Linked DNA regions of Ovis aries: region 1 is linked to region 2. Evidence: chromatin contacts called from public Hi-C data. All regions are on one chromosome and are shown on one strand. The core of a region is the stretch at or near the end of the contact, and the rest is flanking DNA. Distances in the headings are between cores, read along the strand shown. Region 1 has its middle 32 kb from the start of SPARC. Region 2 holds the start of SLC36A1 (solute carrier family 36 member 1).

The links. A called contact is a pair of places that touch in the nucleus more often than the background predicts.
Region 1: a Hi-C map of hypothalamus shows a contact between it and region 2, with 5 times the contacts expected there. The contact joins the enhancer-like site here to the promoter of SLC36A1 in region 2. A contact is called at or near these places in 2 of 16 Hi-C or Micro-C datasets (hypothalamus and tail adipose tissue).

What each region holds. Positions count from the first base shown.
Region 1 is chr5:60,628,457-60,631,156 of ARS-UI_Ramb_v3.0, forward strand. No RefSeq gene overlaps it. Among named protein-coding and RNA genes, the nearest start is that of SPARC, 32 kb to the right of the region's middle. Within about 2 kb of position 1,340, at least 8 of the 54 cell types and tissues checked have an H3K27ac peak or open chromatin away from gene starts, as enhancers often do. A contact at or near this core is called in hypothalamus, where this site is marked.
Region 2 is chr5:60,419,597-60,422,296 of ARS-UI_Ramb_v3.0, forward strand. SLC36A1 (solute carrier family 36 member 1) reads left to right here and starts at 1,361. Exons shown (of 13, transcript XR_009600704.1): 1 at 1,361-1,483. It overlaps SLC36A2 (solute carrier family 36 member 2), which reads right to left and starts at 1,196. Exons shown (of 13, transcript XM_027970428.3): 1 at 967-1,196.

The sequences.
Region 1 (2,700 bases), core at 90-2,589, 210 kb after region 2:
GGATCTAGTTTTCTGACCAGGTATAGAACCCAGGCCCCCTGCATTGGGAGCACAGAGTCTTAGCCACTGGGCTACCAGGAAGTCCTTGATCACTGACTTTTAAGGAACAATATCGTATATAATTTCTTTAATCACAAAGCCCCCAGGGGGGTTGGGGGAGGATTGATTCATGTATATGTATGGCTGAATCCCTTCACTGTTCGCCTGAAATTACCACAACACTGTTAATCAGCTATATCCCAATACAAAATAAAAAGTTTAAAGTTAAAAAAAAAAAAAGCCCCCAGAGAGCTAAAATAGAATTTGATTTCTTAAAATGCAATTATGCTGAAGCTGAAGGACGTCTCAGATTCATCAGCTGAAATGCTGCCTTCCATGCCTGCCAGTGCAGACACACCACAGGGACGACCTTTACCCTTGTTTCTCAGTTCAGTGAATACCCCAGCCCTTCCCAGCTGCCATTCATGCAATCCCCTTGCCCTCTCTGGGCCTCAGTTTCTCCATCTGTAACAGGGGTTGGGGAGAGTGAACAACCATGGTGATTCAGGTTCCATCCAGCTCCAGGTTTTTTTTTTTATCAGGGTCTCATACTGTGTGCTCAGCTCTGAACTGCAGAGAGATGTCAGGCATTGGTAAGCAGTGGTGACACGGGGCTGCCTGTGCAAAATGCCGGGTGAAGAAAACAGCTACGGGTGCTCAGAGGGAAGAGAGCTGCTGTAGACTTTAGCTGAGCCTTTAATAACAACTAGGCTTTGAATAGGGAGAGAAGGAAAAATTTCATGTGCTTCAGGAGCCGCTTAGTTCTCAGACTAAGCTCTGGCAGCAGGTCCTGGCTTCATCTCCCTCCCTGGAGCAGCCAAGGATGAATGGAACCAACCAGGGGATGCTCAGGTCCACTTCTACTGGTGATATTATTTGTTCCATTCAGTTTCTTGTAGGTGTTTCCAGTTGCTGACTGCAGGGAGCGGGGTGTGGTCAGTCCTGAGCTCTCTAGCTAGAATATCAAAGTCTTGCTGACCTTGCTTGTTTTCTGCCCATTCCAGCTGTCCAAGCAGTCACAGAGAGCCCCCTGTGTCCTCCCCACCCCACCCTCCAGGAGGGCAGGAATGAAGAGGAGCTTCAGTGTGTGGTTCAGGCCCCCAGGAGGCACCTCTGATGGGAGGGATCTGGGAGGGAACCGTCTTGTTCCTTCACCGCAGGGGGTGCTGGGCAGGGTGGCACAGCAGCAGGGGGTGGCCCTCTCCCCTCCTCAGCTTTCTAAACGCCATCTGTTCCCAAACCCATGCTTGCCTTCCACTACACCCGAGCCGCCCGTGCGACTGGTTATCCGCAGTACAAATACCTCTTTGTTTGCGGCTTTGTGTTTGTTTGTTGGCATTTGAACAGTTCTCTGTGGTTCAGGTTTGAGGCCAGCATGAGACAAAATGAGATTGGCAAAGGTGGGCATGGGTGCCACACCTCTTTTCCACCCTCCTGCCCCCAAGTCTAGCCCCCCCAGCTCCCCTTTATATTAATAACAAACACCACCAGCACCTTTGGAATTTCCTCCTCCCTCAGGGTCTCATTCTTTGCTGTTTCATATGGCCTATCTCAGAAACAAATCTCTTCAAAGGGATGAAATTTTGATAAAGTATTTCTGTTTTAATAGGAATCTTCAGGAGACACAATGCCCAGGCATTGTGACAGGTTTCTCACGGCAGATCAGGCTGCCCCTCAAATACAATCCCCCCTCTGTTCTTTGTCTAAGCAAAGAATACCAGGGTACACTGGCCCAACAAGAAGAGGGCCTGAGCTCCTAGCCTCAGTTCAGCCATTAATATCGATTTCTTCTACCCCTTCAGAAGAGCCTCAGTTTTCCCATCATTACGGCAAAGGGGTTGGATGGAATGGTTACCCCCAGCCCCACCATTTACAAGCTTGTGTGAGAGGGAGAAACTGATGTGCTGACCAACCCCACCCCCCGAAAAAAAGTTCTCTGCTTTTTAAGAACTGCTCATGAAACTAGGAGACACTAATATTTCTGTAATTCTAACACGCATGGCTTTTCTGCTACTTGGGGTGGTTTTCCCCAAGCCATAGCACTTTAAGTCTTCCCTATTGACTCAGTGGTTAAGTATCTGCCTGCAGTGCAGAAGACTCCGGTTCAGTCCCTGGGTTGGGAGGATCCCCTGGAGAAGGATATGAACAACCCACTCTAATATTCTTGCCTGGGAAATCCCATGGACAGAGGAGCCTGGTGGGCTACAATCCATGGGGTCGCAAAAGAGTTGGACACGACTGAACGACTAAACAGCAACGACAACATAACGCTTCACAGCTTCCATGCTGCTGTCACTGCCCTGACTCAGTGCAATGCTTGTTCTGTAAAAAAAATTAATAAATAGAAACCTCAGTTAAATAAACTTGAGAGACCTGAAGGAGGAGCTCTCACGCCATGCAATGATAACAGAGCCCAACAGGAAGAAGAAAGACTCCCGGCAAGGATTCAGCCAGCGAAAAGCCATAGACTCTGGGAACCCTCCCACCTTCCTTTTCCCTCTATAAAAGAGTTCTCCTTCCCTTGCCATGCTGGGACTTGCATGTGGCTTGCCAGAGTCGCAGATCCCAAATTGCAATTCTTTGCTGATCCCAAAATAAACTCATTTTTGCTGGAGAAATATCCAGCAGTCTGTTTTAGGTCAACAGTTCAACAAATAATTT
Region 2 (2,700 bases), core at 111-2,610:
AGCCTGTAAACCTTCACTGGCCACCAGGTGGCCTTTGCCAGGCAAAGGCCTTGCTGGAATCCACGGGAAAGGGGTGTGGGGAAGCCTGGAGTCGAGGTTGGAGGCAGCCAGGAGCGGAGGGCTTCTCGGCCCAGCTGCTGCTGGCCGCCGTGGGCTCCTTTGGCTGTCTGCATGGCCGGCTGCCGGCCAGGCTCTGGTCCCCGCTCTGGTCTCCGCCTTTCCTCTCCTCTGGCTCCTCGGCTTTATTGTCCAGGCCCAGGAAGCCCAGCCACCGAGAGAGGGGTGAGCAGTGCTTCCCAGCCTTTCATGGTTCTGCCACAGGAATTTGGGGGCTCCCGCCTCCGCCACAGTCTCTGTGAAGCTGCTTCCTTGCCATAAGTCCCCTCCTCAGGCCCTACCACTCTACTTATAATTTTTACTGAATATTTTAACAGCTTTATTGTGGTATAATTTACATACAATAAACTGCACAAATTTAAAGTGTATAACTTGATAACCTTCAACATGTATATTCACCAGTGACACTATTACCACAGTCGAGATAATGAACGTATATGTCACCTGAGAAGTTTCCTTATGTCCCTTTATAATCACTTTCTTCTCTCCTGACCTCAACAACCATTCCCAGGCAACCACTGATGTGTTTTCTGTCAGTGTAGATTATTTTAAAATTTCTAGATTATATAAATACAATGTTTTTTTCTGACTTTTTTCAATATAATTAAGATTTATCCATTTTGTAGCTGTATCAATAATTTGTGGGTTTGTTTCTCTGAGTAGTTAATCTTTTTAAAGTTAAATCTTTAACTTTTTAAGTTAAATTAAAAATTTTTTAATCTTTAAATTTTTAAAGACTTTTTTTAAAGTAAAAGAGAAGCGTAGATAAGACATACACCTCAAACATACTGAAAAGTTGTCATTCAAAAATGTTACTTAAATTTTTAAAATAGAAAGAATTGGCCTTACCTCAGAGTCCCACTTCCGGTCGCCACCACATACGTTTGGTGGAAGTTTTAAAATATGACTAAAGTTTTGAAAAGATGTATTATTTCTCACTCATAAAAGCAACATATGATCATTGAAACGTCTTAAAGAAAGTCCAGCGGGTGGAAAACTGAGCCACCTTCCACAAGCCCACACCTCAGGTGACTGCGCTCTGCGACGCTGGGCTCGCGGCTGGTGCCCAGATGTCCGACGCCGGGCTCAGTCCCAGCTCCCAGAGAACCGTTGTTCCCGCAGTTTCAGCTCCCCGTCGCCAGGTGGTGCTGCGAAGCCGAGCCCACTAGAGGGGAGGCGTAGCCGCGCGAGGGAGCACGTGACCCGCGCCTAGGTTTGAGCGCCTGGGTCACGTGACGGGCCCGGAAGCGGCTGCTTGGGCAGCGGAGGGTGGGGATGGCTAGGGCTTCGAGCTGAGGCAGGAACTGGTGGACTGGTGGGCTGCTGCACCGAAGTGGGAGCCAGAGCTGGAGTCGGAACCCGAGCGGTAAGTCTGGGGCTGGCGGCGGGTGGTCGCCTTCTGCTGGACCCAAGTCGCCTTCCTCCGGGTTCAGCAGATGCTCCGGGTCTGGCGCCGACCGGCCTGGGCTGCGAGTCCTGGTCTCCTCGGCTCTCCGGTGGCAGCTGCGGTGCGTTGTGGGCTCCCCTCCAGGATGAGAGGTGTTCTTCGCGCTGTCTCCTTTGACCTCCCCATCCTTTTTGACAGGTGTGGGAATAGGTCCAGAGATGGGAAGGATCACCGAAACGACTAGCTAGGGCTTCTGCTGCGCTTCCTACAATGGTCCAGACATCGTGGGGAGGTGACCCGGCAGTTGCGGGAGCCCTGCTGGGAGATGGCTGATAGCCGGTCTTTGGGTCATAGGATGCCGGAACTACCAGGACTCTGGGAAATTACCTTTTGCAATCACTTTCTAGAGCTGTTGAGGAAATCGAGGTCCAAGAAAAAGTAGGGGTTGCCTAAGGTCATCCGGTGAGTTAGTCGCAGCCTTGCGACTAGAATCCAAGTCTCCGTGAACCCCAGCGGCTCTTTGCTTTTCACCAGACTGCCTCCTGCAGAAAATTTGACAGGTTGGAAAAAAAAAAAACCAACAACACCCTTTTCCTACGTTCGTTCTTATCCCCTTTTCAGCTTTGCATTCTCAATTGCCGCTAGATCGGCTTGGCTCTGGGTGTGGTTCCCTCATTCACTGTTCCCCGATTTTTCTGCAAACTCATCATTCTGTAGGTTTTGTTTTTAAGCATTCTGCAATTTTGTGTAAGTCATCCCAAAATATGAAATACGAAGCAGAGTATGATGCTCTTGGGAGGGTAGGCGGCGCCCAGCTGAGGTTATGGAGAATGCTAGCATTAACTTGAAGAATGTCAAGACCTTTGCTTTGTTTTTAATGTAGCTTGTCAGATTTGAGGAATGCTGGTTATTCCGATGAATGTTTTGCAGTAATTTGAGGCTTGCTGAAAGAAGATAGCTTGGTATAATGGAAAGAACTGAGATTGGGAAATTAGGAGATTTTGTTCTAGTTCTGACACTTGCTTTGCAACCCGGGATGACTTTCATCCTTACTTGGGTTTAGGTTTCCCAGTCTGTACAGTGATGGGGTGGAATCCCTAAGGTCTCCTTCTGCTCTGACATTGTCTGTATCTCAGTCTGTTTTCTAACCAGAGAGATCCTACCTCCCCCCTCCATTTGTTTCTTAATACAGTTGT